Linked DNA regions of Mus musculus: region 2 is linked to region 1. A link is a contact called in public Hi-C data. All regions are on one chromosome and are shown on one strand. The core of a region is the stretch at or near the end of the contact, and the rest is flanking DNA. Distances in the headings are between cores, read along the strand shown.

What was found. Hi-C and Micro-C count contacts between places; a contact is called where the count stands out from the background.
Region 2: a contact with region 1 is called in a Hi-C map of granulocyte-monocyte progenitors, with 2.9 times the contacts expected there. The contact joins two enhancer-like sites. A contact is called at or near these places in 5 of 484 Hi-C or Micro-C datasets (embryonic stem cells, granulocyte-monocyte progenitors, immediate neuronal precursor and 1 more) and 2 of 115 datasets of contacts at active chromatin or transcription factors (astrocytes and microglia).

Annotation. Positions count from the first base shown.
Region 1 is chr9:115,614,030-115,621,340 of GRCm38.p6, reverse strand. No RefSeq gene overlaps it. Among named protein-coding and RNA genes, the nearest start is that of Gm39448, 41 kb to the left of the region's middle. Within about 2 kb of position 3,165, at least 41 of the 459 cell types and tissues checked have an H3K27ac peak or open chromatin away from gene starts, as enhancers often do. A contact at or near this core is called in granulocyte-monocyte progenitors, where this site is marked.
Region 2 is chr9:116,056,185-116,063,495 of GRCm38.p6, reverse strand. The region is part of intron 14 of Gadl1 (glutamate decarboxylase-like 1); the gene reads right to left. Among named protein-coding and RNA genes, the nearest start is that of Gm31014, 5.4 kb to the right of the region's middle. Within about 2 kb of position 4,200, at least 56 of the 459 cell types and tissues checked have an H3K27ac peak or open chromatin away from gene starts, as enhancers often do. A contact at or near this core is called in granulocyte-monocyte progenitors, where this site is marked.

The DNA of each region.
Region 1 (7,311 bases), core at 1,916-4,415:
CGTGTGGGTACAGGAGGTGCCTGGTCACGTGGCACCCACAGTCAGGAAGCTAAGAGTGGTAAACGCTGGGGTTCAGCTGCCTTTACCTCCTGACTCAGTCGGCGCTCAGCCCACACCACAGGGCTGCCATAGTCAGGATGCGTGTTCCCACCTCAACAAACTAATGTAGCGAATCCCTCACCATCACGGCCAGAATTTTTTTTTCCATTGTGATTCTAAATCCTACCAAGTTGGCCGTCAAGATTAAGCATCACCGCCTGCCTACTGTGTCTCAGATGCCCGGTGCCCCCACCAGGATGGAAGAAAATACTTTCGAACCCTGAGACCAGTTGACACCAAGCACAGCTCCCACCTTTAAAAGAATAAGAGATGCTCATTGTAACCCAAATATCAGTGATCACAGGTGAGGAACGCAGTCTCTTGTGCCTCAGCACAGAAACAACTCCATCAGACCTCTACAATTCCATACAAAAGGAAGTCGTGAATCAAGTTATGAACACCAGGATGGTGGGTTACAGAAACACAGGGAAAGATTTCCTTTCTGGGTCTCTGGTAGCACCTGCTGACATCCAGATCTCTCAGGTTGGTGTCAATCTGTTAACATATTCCAGAGGGTCTGCCTGATATCATGGGGATATTAGGTCAAACACAAAAGCGGGTTATGAGTGACTTCTAAGGGGCTAAAGATGGCCTAAGGTAATGGACCGGTCACTTTCCAACTCTCCACAGCCATGAAGTTCTAATTTGTCCGTCAGCCTTTTAGAATCTGTGACACAGGCAGCTAGCTGTAAGTTACTTTTATGGTTAACCTCGGTTCACAAACAGAACGAATTCCTCACACTGTGTGATCTTGCCCTAGCCAAACTGCAAATCAGGGCCTCTTGCATGTAATCAAGATGAGAGTCTCCCCAGAGGATCAGGAAGAGAACCTGCAATGTAGTGGCTCACACAGTGTTTGCATGCACTAGATGTTCAGCAAAGCTCTTTCCCATCTCAGATATCCTCCTGTCTCACATCAACATCACTTCCGCATACGCTAGTACCACGGGTCTCCATAGTCTCCCTACAAGTTAGATGCTCATGCCCTGGATGCCACATGTACGTGTACACACATGCAAATGTATGCATGCCATAGCACATGTGTAGAGGTCAGAAGACTTCAGGGGTCTACCCTTACCATTCTCGTTTGAGGCAGCCTCTCGTTTCCTTCCTTCATGGCTGTGTCCACCAGGCAAGCCATCCCACAGGCTTCCAGAGATCCTCCGGTTCTGCCTCTCATCTCACCTGGGAGCATCAGAATTCTAGGTTCACACCACCATGCCTGGCTTTGCGTGTGTTCTGGGGACTTGAACCTGGGTCCTTACATTTGCATGGCAGTAACCTTACCCGTTGAGCTGTCTCCTCAGTCCTATGTTTCCTTTTAGTGGAATATGGACAGGGGGCGAGGGTTAGAAGATTTTGCCCATCTAGCTGGATTGAAGGAAAAGAACTAGGCTGAAGAATTCTTGTTGTGGCCTCCTAGAGATAGACCACAGTTTAGAATTTGTTCATTCAGATACATGGTAAGCAAAAAAGGATCTCCTGTCTTCCTGGCTCTGTGCTCTTTGGAGCATTAGCAGGTATCATGAGGAAGATGACTCTGCCTCTCAGATCTATGAAAGGCCTGTCCACACCCTCATAGCATCCCATAGCAATGTCAGCAGCAGGAGCCACCTCCACACACTGAAGGGCTAATATTGATTTGCACACCAACTTTAGCAATCACTTCTGGGTCTTACCTCCCTACCTCCTCCTGCAGCTGGGTAGGCAGTCTTTCATTCATCCCATTTTACAAAGAGGCAAAGTGAGGCCAATAGATGTTAGGTTTTGTCTTAGTTATGGTTTCTGTTGCTGTGGTAAATGCCATTATGACTTAGGCAGCAAAGAGTTGATTTCAGCTTACAGTTCTACATCACAGTCCATTGTGAAAAAAGCCAGGGAAGGAAGCTAGAGACAGGAACTGGGACAGAAGCCATGGGTGGATGTTATGTGCTGGATTGCTCCTCGTGGTTTGCTCGGCCTACTTTCTGATAGCATCCAGGACCACAGAACCATTGAGGCACCACCAACAGTGAGCTTAGCCTTTCTCAGATCAATCGTTAATCAAGAAAATGCCTCACGAGCATCTGGTAGGTGCTCGCTTATTCTCCATTAAAGTACCCTCTTCTCAAGTGACTCAAGCTTTATATCAAGTTGACAAGACACTGGCCCACACAGATGTCACACCCAACAGACACATAAACAGTAGACAGGACTGTAGCAGTAAATTAGTTAATCTGCCTTGGTTGCTGCCAGGTAGCACACATGCTCTGCACCCACCCAAGAGCTCTGGATTCGCGAATGAAAGACACACACACACTCACACACATACGGCACACCACACACACACACCCCACACCCCCACACCAGCTAATTTGGATATGCCATGACTAGTTCAACAGCTGGGCACTTCTAAACCTCCCTGAGGCTAGCACACACTCCCCTCTGGTATTCTTGAATTAATATTTGCTAAATCCATATTTCACCTCTGCTACCCCAGGCCCAGTGGGGGAATGGCCTCTAGGGCCACTTTCCTGGAATCTTACATGTCAGCAGGCCTTAAAGTCTGTTCTCCTTGCTTGCCCCTCCCCCCATCATGGATTCCTTCCACTTCCCCCTCTCCCTCTCAGTCCCTTGTCAGAGCAATCTAAAAGTCCTGCCTCTGTCTCCCCACCCAGCCATTGGCTGTACAGCAATACTTTATTACCAGTCGAAGCCAGCTGGGGGCCGGGACCCTTCGGTCTGGAAGCACAGCTTTTAGGAGACGAATCAAGACAAAGCATTAATAAGGATCATATCTGGGACCCACCCCCAGTATCTCTTCCTAGCTTCATAGTCAGGCTGTTTGATAAGGAGATAAGGATAAGGAGATGCCACTCAAATATTCCCCAGTGGGAACAGGTTTTCTTGCCCTATGTTTGTGGTTAGAAGGACACATCTGCCTCCATATTAGGGAAAGCGGTGTCATTTTAAAATAACTGTTGAATGATCGTTAAGAACAGCTGATCACCATGGAGAAAGGGCCTGCTTCCTGTCACCCAGGTCATTGCAAGGAGCTAAGGCTGTGGAGGCAGCCTGAGGAAAGAAGGCAGGGCTTCCTGAGCAGCTGTATGGGTGAACATCTTCCGTTGGCCTATCATTGCCACAGGAAGGGGTGTTTATATCTCCCAACAAAGATCAAGCCATTTATAGATTCACTGTGAAATAAACTCAAGGGCTTTTACGACATCCCCACTGCAGCATGAAGACTTGTGGCCAAGGATATCAGATCTATCCACAGAGCCCTCAGCCCCGCCAGACAAAAGCAACCCTCAAACACAACAAATGCAAGAATCACTTTCCAAATGAAACCGCCAAGACACAGAGCACAGCATACTCGCTTGAGCCAGACACTGTGCTAAGAGCGGGTCTCTGCCCTGAAAGGGCAGACAGGGCCGGTTCCTCAATCCTGGCAAGTCCGTCGTGTCCCCAGAGGCTTCTCAAATCCCCCAAGCCCTAAATTCTTTATCAGTTATTATAGTCTAGAAGAAGGATCGGAATGATGGGTCCTTACATGTAGCCACAGTAGAGAAATTTCATTAAAAGGGAACCCAAAGCAAGCCAGTTTCTTGAAAAAACGCCTCAGAAGACTAAGGCAGGACAGCCTCAAGCAGAAAGCCTACCTAATTTCCAGCATTCAAGGCCAGCCTGGACCATCTGATGAGACGCTGTCTCAACACAAAAGTTAAGAATACACTTAGAATACCCTGACAGCGCAGCTCCTACCAACCTGAAGCAACTTCACTAAACGTAGCTGACGGTTCCAACAGGCTTCTGCTGGGCTGTGGGAGAAAGAGGGTCTTCAAAGTTTCCCAATTATGACATCATATTATCAGCAAATAAATGTGACACTACTCTCCTCTGTCCTTTGACTCATATGATGCCATTGGTCTCTTTCTCTTGCTCAAGTGCGCTGGCTGGGACATCCACAATGAAGGTAAGAGTAGACATCTTATTACGTGACCGTGCTGGATTTCATCAACTCTTTTCTGAATGTGCGAAGGCGATTATGTAAATTTTATCCTCGGCATCACTAATGAAGTGCGCCATACATTGATTTTCAGTCATAGCGAATGATTTTTTTAATGTGAAGTTGAATTTAGACTGCTAGGATTTTTGTCTACCATTTTTTATCTATGTTAATCAGGGATATCGGCCTATAATCTTATTTTCCTACAGCATCCTTGTCTGGCTTTGGTAACAAGGTAACTCTAGCATAGAAAATGAATTGATCAGTGTCACCTCTCCTATGAATTTTGAAAAAGGGTGAAAAAACAGTGTTAACTCTTGAACTGTTTGGTACATTTCACTAATGGTACCATTTTTCTCTGGTGAGGTCTGTGTTTATTTTTTTAATTCAACAATTCAATCTGCTTATTAGTTATTGCTTTTTCCAGATCTTCTGCTTCTGTGGGCTACGTGTGTCTAGAAATTCCTCCGTGTCTTCTAGCTCGGCCAGTGCGTTGGCATGTAACTAGCTCCTGCTCATGGTCGTTTCTTAGGACAATGTTCTCTATGCCCTTCCAAAGGCAGTAGCAGGACAGAGACTGGGACAATGGGTGACATGAAGACAAAGAGTGTCTCTGCCACCACACAGAAAGAGCAGGTTTGACCTTTCAGTTACAAAGCAAAGTGCTGGAGATGTTCGCTCAAACTCCCGAGCTTTCGGGCCAAGCTTAGAACTGGCTGCGTCCTCAATAAAAGGCCCCCAGCAACCTCATGGGGGAAACTAGATGATGAAAACAATGAATCATCTGGAGACAAGAAGACAGCGAAAGAACAACAGAACAACACAGCCAACTCCTCCCCTCCACTCGGAGGTGCAGTCCTGGTCTCTCAAGTGCCATCAAGGATTGAAGAACTCCAGAGTAGGACAAGAAAATCCAGAGGAGTCTCTGGTAGAAGAAAAGGCCATTCAGAACCTGCAAAAAAAGAAGCTTGCCTCCCCAGCCATGAAAGCCCAAGAAAAGCAGCCAGGCTTGATTGCTGGCCAGGGAGTGGATAAGAAGGGAGCTGCATGGAAGGGATGCGTCCACGGGGGCCCCACCTGGCACCTCTTTCCCATCTTTGGATGCTACTTCTATAGCATCCCCCTTAGTCAAAGGGGTTAAAAACAAAGGCTGGGGGTAGCTATGTGCCTTGGAATTAAAAGAGCATCTACAGTCTTATTAGCTGGACTGAGATGGGCAGAAGTGATCCATCTTTCTACTCAGGGGAATAATTGACTGCCAACGGGGTCCAGACAGGCCTCTTCACTCTCTAAGGTCTGGCCCTGAGTTTTGCGCAATTAGCTAAGTGCTTGTGTCGGGGAGAAGGTTGGCAGCACGGTTGGTGCCCACTTAAGCTCAAGCCGCTTAAGCAGAGAGAGCTCTGCCTGCCCACAAGGGCCAACACCCTCACCAGCATCTCTCATGGATGGAAGTGTTCACACGGGGGGGGTGGGTAGGGCTCCTTCTTAGGCCGTGGGGTATTGGAGAAGCCTATAAACCCTTTATCTGAACAATGTACTTAAAGACATGAGGTATAATTAAAGTTTACAAAGGAAATCAGTTATATTGAAATATGACTGCCAAAGACAGTATATATTTATGAATTTTTGTGTGTATATATATATATATATATATATATATATATATATGGGTATTTTGCTTATATATATACATCTTTGTACTACTTATGTGTTTGGTGCTCTTTGAGGCCAGAAGAGGATGGTAAACTCTTGGAATTGGGATTTATAGACAGGTGTGTGATGCTATGTGGGTGATGGAAATCTAACCTAGGTCCTCTGGAAGAGCAGTAGTCCATGCTCTTAATCTCAAAGCCATTTCTTTAGCCCCAATATTCATGGCTAGCCTGGAACTCACTATAGGCTGGGTTTGAACTCAGAGACAGTCTATCCTACCTCCGTAGGGCTAGGATTGAAGGCTTGTGCCATTTCTCTTTGCTGGTGGTTAATCTTGATTCCCAACTTGATAGGTTTTTAAATCTTCATGGAAACTGACATCTGAGCATGCCAGTGAAGGGTTTATATAGATTGGGTTAACTCAGGTAGGAAGATTTGGTGTCAATGTGGGTGGTATCATTCCATGGCCAGAGGTCCTGAACTGAATAAAAAGGCCAAAGCTGACTGAGCATCACCATCCCTTTCCCTCTCTCTTTGCCTCCTGACTTCAGATACAATGTGACCAGCACTGTGCTGCTCTGCCTCCTGACTTCAGATACAATGTGACCAGAACTGTCCTGCTCTGCCTCCTGACTTCGGGTACAATGTGGCCAGCACTGTGCTGCTCTGCCTCCTGACTTCAGATACAATGTGGCCAGCACTGTCCTGCTCTGCCTCCTGACTTCAGATACAATGTGACCAGCACTGTCCTGCTCTGCTTCCTGACTTTGGATATAATGTGACCAACATGGTCCTGCTCTCAACAAAGTACCTTCCCCAACATGATGGACTGCATCCTCAGAATTAGAAACCAACATGAAACCTTCCTCCATTAAATTGCTTCAGTTGGGTATTTTGCCACAACAATAGACAAGTAACTAAAAATAGTTGCTGGAATACTTTTAGTTGATGATATAGTAATAGTAGTAGATCTAGTTTAGGCACTAAACTGACAAGATCTAGTGACAAGAGTGATCAGTTAGAGTTAGAGAAGTTGTGAGCATCTGAGGCTCTCTACAATAGCACATGATGTAAAAGTACCTAAAGTAACTGCTATGCCTGTTGGTTCTGCTGTGGGTTGCTGGCCTCCATTGATCAGCGAAGGAAGCACTAAGCCTTAATAAAAATAAATAAAAGGTAATCATTTTTCCATCTAAGTCTAGATTCTGAAGTTCACTTTGGGTAGCTTAAGTTAAGAACTTTGACTGTAAACAGTCATTTCAAATGACAACGACCTTTTTGGCTCAGCATGAGTGCCTCAAGAAAGCCAGCCTCCATTCACCTTTTACACTGACTGTGCTCAGTACCCATCCCATGGCCAGATGGCTCGGAGAGGCCTGGCAGCTGGTGTGAAATCAAAGCATACATATACAAAACCCTCAAATCTCTCCAAGCTAACTGCCACTCATCCCCATCCCTCCTGCCTCCCCACTCCCCCAAAACAAGAGCTGATTGGCTTCCTCTCTCCTTTCTCTGGGCCTGTCTCTATTACACCAAGGTCCCCATTTAGGAAGAGAAAATGGTCACTGTGT
Region 2 (7,311 bases), core at 2,951-5,450, 440 kb before region 1:
TTAGCAGACTAAGCCGTTGAGCCTAAAGAGACTTAGATCGTATATGGAAAGGGTGCTGTGGGAGTAAATGAGAAACGTCCCTCGCTGGCTCATGTGTTTGAGATTGTCCCCAGTTGGTGGTGATATCTGGGGGGAAGTGATGGACTGTTTAGAAAGGGCAGACTTGTTGGAAGAACTATGTCATTGGAAGCAAGATTTAAGGTCTTATTGCCTGGCTTCACTTCCTGTTCTCTGTCTCTGCTTCCTGTGTAGATGGACTTGTGATCTCTCAACTTCCTGTGCCTGCCATGCCTCCTTCAGAGCTGTTAGGGACTGTCTCTATGGAACCATAAACCAAACTTTTTTTAATAAGTTGCTTTAGGTCATGATGTTTTATTGCCGACACCGAACAGCAGTTGTTGCAGTAGGTATCATTTGCAGAGTAGGCAAGGCTACTTGGACTCAACACTCATTTACCCTAATCCACCAATGATGGGGTTTGACATTGTTAATGGAGACAGCCCTCAGCAGTCCTGTGAAGTGTACAGGTAGTAGTAGTCCACCATGGAGATGGCACGGAAGTCTTGATTTCAGAATCCAGTCATTGAAAATCCTGAGTCCTACAATCACTAAGATGTTGGGTCTGGAAATTCATTTTAGCCAATTGACCCAAATATGGGAACCTCCACGTTAAAGAAGCACAAAGAGTCTGTGATGGGCACATGGTTTTCAATGCCTCCACTTTCATGAGGTTTGGGAAATAGCCTGAGGCTCATCCTTGGACAGGGAACAAATAGGAGGGCAAACACTTTGTGTACAAGCAGATTTCTCATTCTCTGTTTTACTCTTCCCTCATCTGAGAGAGAGTCTAGTCCCTGCCCATAAGACTTCCTACAGTTAGGAAGATCAACATATTAAAACAACAATTCAGTTGGGGTGAAGGAAAAAAATGAACATTGAAATGATGGTGGGGGGTGTTGAATGAGCTAGACTTATCATATTATCAGAGGATTTTCTGTAAATGTGGTGCTGTGGTTTGTGTGTGTGTGTGTGTGTGTGTGTGTTCTTAGCAGCCATCATTGCAGGGGAGTGGGAATAAAATGGTATGAGATTTTTAAAATGATTTACTTATACACCTCTGTGCATGTGTGTACATGTCATGTGCATGCAAGTCCCTGGAGAGGCCAGAAGAGCGTGGTGGGTCTCATGGAGCTGGAGTTACAGTCAGTTGGGAGCCAACCGATCTGGGTGCTGGAAAGTGAACTCGGGTCTTCTGAGTGATATCTCCAGACTCCTACAATAGTAAGTTTGAACATGGAAAGACAGAAGAGTCCTGAGACCTTCTGTTCTGAGACAGCACTGCTTGGGTTAGCATGTATCCCCCTTCCCATCCTCTCAGGCTATTCGGGGTAGCACACACATCATGCGAGTGCTTGAGAGCACATGGATGTCTATAGCAGATGCCTTTCAGGTCCCCACAGGCTTGTTCTGCTCCTCAGATGGAGCTCATCTCCACAGGGGTGAGTGAGTCACATGACAAACAGGTTACGAGACTAATGAATCAGGATCTGTTGTGTTCCTGAAGACAGACAGACCACAGGCATAAGCAAGCCATCCTTCCTCCCAGGGTTTTAGCATCTTCCCTCTTGGATGGTCTAAAAATCCTCCCATTGATAAGCCTCTAGACATCAAACACAATATCTATACATACACATACATACATTCACACACACACACACTCCGACAGACAGACAGACAGACAGACACACATACACACACACACACACACACACACACACTGCAGTCTCCTTGACTACTGGCAGCCATGAATGACCGAACTCTGCATAGATCTGTCAAGATTATGATATGTTCGTCTATCTGAGTAATAAAGAAGGAAGGGAGGGAGAGAAGAAGTGGGATGTGGAATTAAATTGAATTGGAAGCACACACTCATATTCATTCTGGTAAGGGATAAAGTCATATCAATGCATACATCTCTTTGGATATTTTTGCAAAAAAATCTTCAAATCCAATTTCTCCTGAAAAGGTAGCTGCTGTCCTATTTTTCTGAATCAAATTAATGTGTCAGTATTTTTAAAACATTATATTATCACTTTGTGCATTTGTGTCTGTGTGTGTACATATGTATGTGTATATATGCCTGCCACATGAGTGCAGGTGACCTCAGATGCCAGGAGAGGGTGATCTATCTCCCTGAAGCCGCAGTTACAGGCAGCTGTGAGCCCCTGACATGGGTGCTGGTTTTCTGGAAGATTGATACCGCGCCATCTCTCCAGTCCCAGATTTAGTCTGTTTTATATTTCCCCCTCTCACCTATTTGTCCTTTCTACATAAAACCCAGGCGGTTGGGACTGCCTGACTGTCTCCTTTATGAGGACTGTGAGTGAATGTGGTCTTGATTCACTGAACCAGCTAGATGCCTGGGGTCAGTAATGATGGGTCTCTCCAAACTTCCTGCCAATCAACAGAACTATTCTATGACTTCAAAATGCTTCCCATTAGAGCCACCTCAACAGTATTTACAAGGATGGCCTCCCAAATGCTCAGCCGCATGCAGACCTCATTTACTCATCTGGGGATGGGGAAAGGGAAGCCAGTTGGGGAGGGATGCTGCTTCTACATTCCCCTGGGCCAGAACACGGGCACAGATGCTATGGATTGACTCAGAACGCCATCTAGTGAAGGATAAGAGGAAGTGCAGAGAAAAAACTCCAAACTGGATCCTGATTCAATTGTCCTTTATAAAGGACTACTTTAAATCGGTCTGAAAACAGTGACAAGTGTGACTTGGAGGTGCTTACCTCTAGTGACAACTACTCAGGGGGCTGAGGAAGGAGGTCAAAGGTCAAGGCTAGCCTGGCTGCTGAGTTCAAAGCCAGCATGGGCAACTTTGGGAGACCTTGTCTAAAATAAACAATCGAATAATCAGCTAAATAACAAAATCTGTAGGAATGTGTGAACACTCTCATAGGGCTTACAAGGTACCAGATTCAATCCCTAGGACTGTCCTCTGCTCCCTGAAATAATGATGTGAGCATGAGGTGGTGGTGGTGGTGGTGGTGGTATGCATGGGGAACAGGTATAGTTTAGAAGTCACAGCTTTTGTTTGAGATAGGGTCTCTCATTGGTCTGGAACTTTACAGGGGAGCCAGGCTGACAGGCCTGGCAGCTTTGGTAGAGTCACCTGTCTCTGCTCCCATGTCACAGCACTAAGACTCCATACTGGTGACTCACCCAGCTTTTTTACTTGGGTTCTAAAGGCAGGTCCTTGTGCTGGTTCAACGCGAGCTTTACTGGCCAAGGTGTCTCCATCTCCCCAGCCTTGTGAGCTTTAAACTATGGAAGAGCCACAAAGCACGGTGACTTTAGCACAGACCAGATTCAACAATTTATCCTACCCGCCTCTTGGGAGGTAGACCAGCACGCTCTTGTGTTGGCATCTCTGAGACTGGAGTCAGCATGGCCACAGTTTCCTCCCACAGCCTCCATGGTGTGAATGGCACATAGGGGCCTGAGGAGGTGGATACCAGGGTGCCAGTGTTTTGAAGCGAGCCTCAGACAGCCATGGTGGTCTGCAGTGAAGAGGCCCTTGGGCAAGAGAACCCAGCTATCAAAAAATTAAAACTTGTCTGGCCTCAATAGTTTCTATCAGAAAAATCAGTGCCAATTGCACCTGTTTTGCAGCATGCCACACTCAAAAGGCATTCAGTAAGTACCACACCATTCAGTAACGAGTGGGGGCAGCTAAAGTTTTTAACCCCAAGAAGAGAGCTGAATATAATTCAACGTTCACATTCTTTTTTCTTTTCTTTTCTTTTCTTTTCTTTTCTTTTCTTTCTTTCTTTCTTTCTTTTTTTTTTTTTTTTTGGCTTTTCAAGACAGGGTTTCTCTGTATGCTGTGACATACTTTAGTTAGTGGGAGAAGAGGAGGGTTTGAAATTGCTGTAAGAATACATAATTAGGGATGCAGGTTTGCCCAGGGGAGACCTAATTTATGTGTGAGCCTGTTGTCATGGTTACAGCATCCACAAGACTGAAAGTGTCCTAAGTGAGATCATCCATATACTGTGGTCACCAGACCCACATAATCTACTTAAAAATGATGTTTCTGTTTTCATGCTGTGCAAGTGTAGGCTTGCACACTTGTATGCTGTGCCCGTGAAGCCCAGAAGAGGGCACTGGGTGCCCGGGAGCTGGAGTTAGGGGACAGTCATGAGCAAGAGTGGGTGTGGCTTTAAACTCTGAACCAAAATAAACTCTCGCTTCCCTAAATTGCTTTGTATTTTCTCACAGGGTAGAACAGCACCTGCCCAGGGTTTTCGCAGGAAGCAAGAGAACTGAGATGTGCCAATGGCATACCAAGGCAATCTGAAACAATGGAGAGTCCTTGTGCAAGGTCATTGCTGTGGCACCCTGCACACCTTTAATCCTATCACTCAGCAGGCAGAGGCAAGTGAATCTGTGTGAGCTCAAGTCATGTTGGTCTGTTTAGTGACTTCCAGGCTACACAGGGACACTGTGTCTACAGAAATAGTACTTGTTCTAGTGGATGGGACAATTATCTCTCAAGTTCTCGAATACATGACTACTAAGTTAGAAGATGTATAGGTGTGAGGCTATCGCTGGCTAAGCAAGACAATACCAATAAGCTGGTGGGACTTTGGCATCTACTGGGAATGGGAACTCTTCGAGGCCACTGACCCTAACCACTTCTGGGCATTCCATCATTGTACATATACAACTATCAAATCTTAGGTAGTTTCATATATGTGAAGGAGATATCCTGCCAACCAACTTCCTTTTAAAAAACTAAACACTGCCACTACCCACAAACAGACATGGTGTTTCCTCACATGCGTGAGGAAGTGACTTACGGACATTCTGATATCAGTCTTCTTGGTTGAACTGCCTAGAATAACTCTGTTTTGTCCTAGTTTTAACAAAAATCCATCTTGTGCTTCGCCCCACTGCTCCCCAGGCCCTGTTGACCATACTAAGCAGAACATAGTTTCAGTTTGGGACCTTCCATTGTTTTACAACATAAAGCAAATCAACAAGGTGCAGCCTTTGAGCCTTTGGAAACAAAACCTGCAGAAACTTCCACCCGTTGGCCTTCTTCTAGCTTGGTGTGATTGTGGGCTTGAGCCCTTTTGAGCCATGGCAAATGTAGGGAGTCCCCTCTGCAAAGGGTCTGCTCTTCACCAATCTGATCTTCACTGAGAGACCTGGAAAACTGAAACCAAAACCTAAGTCCTATTTCCCTCTCCCCAGCTCCTGGGAAGACCCTTCCAATATGAGGCAGAAAAGGCAGTGTATCAGTTTGTCTCTCACATGTGAAGTCCTCCTTTTGTGCTTTCCCCCTGGATTACAAAGTCCAGTGTGGTGCAGGGTCAGCGAATCTGTTGCTCTATTTTTATCGATATCTGAAGAGAAGCCCACAGGGACATCTTTTGGGAAGTAAATGGTAATTGTGTGCAAATGAGAAAATAAAACTTTTCATGGAATAACAGATCTCTCCAGGCGGGAAGAAGGGGCATTCCGTAGCTTCCTTTTGAAAGCAGTGCAATCATAATGAGAAGCAGCTCAAAGCCTCCATCCTAAAGGGATGTGGAAAAGGGCAGTGCCCGCTCCACGGCCAGTAAGGACCACCCAGAGCATCAAGAGCCTGGGGCTCGGGTTCCACGGCTGACCTGAGAGATGGTAAGGAGTGTGTCACCTCCGTGCATAAATGTTTAAGTTTCCTGGTGGTGAAGATATTTAAATATAAATGAGCCAAGGATAAAAAAAAAAATTTTTTTAAATGCCTATGAAATTTTACTGCCCAGGAGTCTGGATTTGTCAAAGTCGAAGCCAATGAAGCAAATTAAGCTTTGGCTTGTCTGCTGAGGGGAACAGACAGAAACTGGCACTCGAGGATGAAATTATCAAGAATTTCACTAAAAAAAGAATCTTCTTCACCTTGCTGAGAGCCAACAACCATAGGGTAGTAGTGGCCTCCCCCTCTCTCTTCCTGCCTCCCTCTATTCCTTTCTTCCTTCTAGCTGTTTCTCCCTCCATTCCTTCCTTCCTTTCTTTTAAAACAGTTTTCTGAAAAATACTCCAACATATGCTTTGAGGGCAATTAAATTTGCTGACCGATATGACACATCAAACACAGAAAGACCAAGAGGCTTCCTTGAGACGGCACAGCAGAGGAGAGCCACTCCAGCATCGCCATAGAAGATTCTAAAAAAGTGCCGCCTGCTCCTGAAAGAGTCCAGAAAATTATCATCTCTATCAAGAGTGGACCTTTACGTCAACGGAATAAAAAGACAGATGGCATTGTGGAACAATGACCACAGATATGCCCTGACTACCTAGTACAGTTGTCCACGATGTGAATTTGGAGTTCTAATATCAAAAGGACACAGTCTGTTCCTAAAATCTACCCTAACCGCATTTGTCTGAAAACACCAAGAGGTGATTATTTATTGGCTGGAAGATCCATACAGAGATGCTGGCCAAATGACACCATCAGTCTGCTTCATTAGACAGGTTGCATTCCTGTTATTAAAATAACAAGAGTCCTGGAAGAAGACACGATTGTAAGAAATTTAGGGAGGCTAGAGAGATGGTGTCATGCCTCCTGTACATATGAGGGGACTAGAGTTTGAATCTCTAGCACGCAGGTAAATGCTAGGTGGTAGTGGTAGCCTGCCTGGAATCCCAGCCCCAGGAGAGCAGAGACAAGGTGTCTTGGGGATTGACTGCTGTGAACAGATACCATGACCAAGGCAACTCTTATAAAGGACAACTTTAATTGGAGCTGGCTTATAGGTTCAGAGGTTTTGTCCATTATCATCAAGAAGGGAGGATGGCAGTGCCCAGGCAGATGTGGGGCTAGAGGTGCTGAGAGTTCTACATTTTTATCCAAAGTCAGACAGGAGAAGACTGACTTCCAGGCAGCTAGAATGAGGGTCTTAAAGCCCACTCCTACAGTGACACACGTCTTTCATCAAGGCCACACCTCCAAATAGTGCTACTTCCTGGGCCAAGCATATTCAAACCACCACACAAGGGATCCCTGACCAAGCCGGCTAGCCAGAAGGTTGAATCAGCCAGTTCTGAGTTCAAGGGAGAAACCCTGCCTTGAAATATAAGGTAAGGAGAGACGGGGGAAGAAAGACACCAGATGATAACTCCTGTCCTCTATACTCACATACACCTGCATGTACACATGCACACAATACTCACACACAAAATAAATGCAAATAAATTTAGGATTTTCTGCTTGCTTGTTTTCTTGAGCTCTTTTAATTTTGTGGTGTTCAG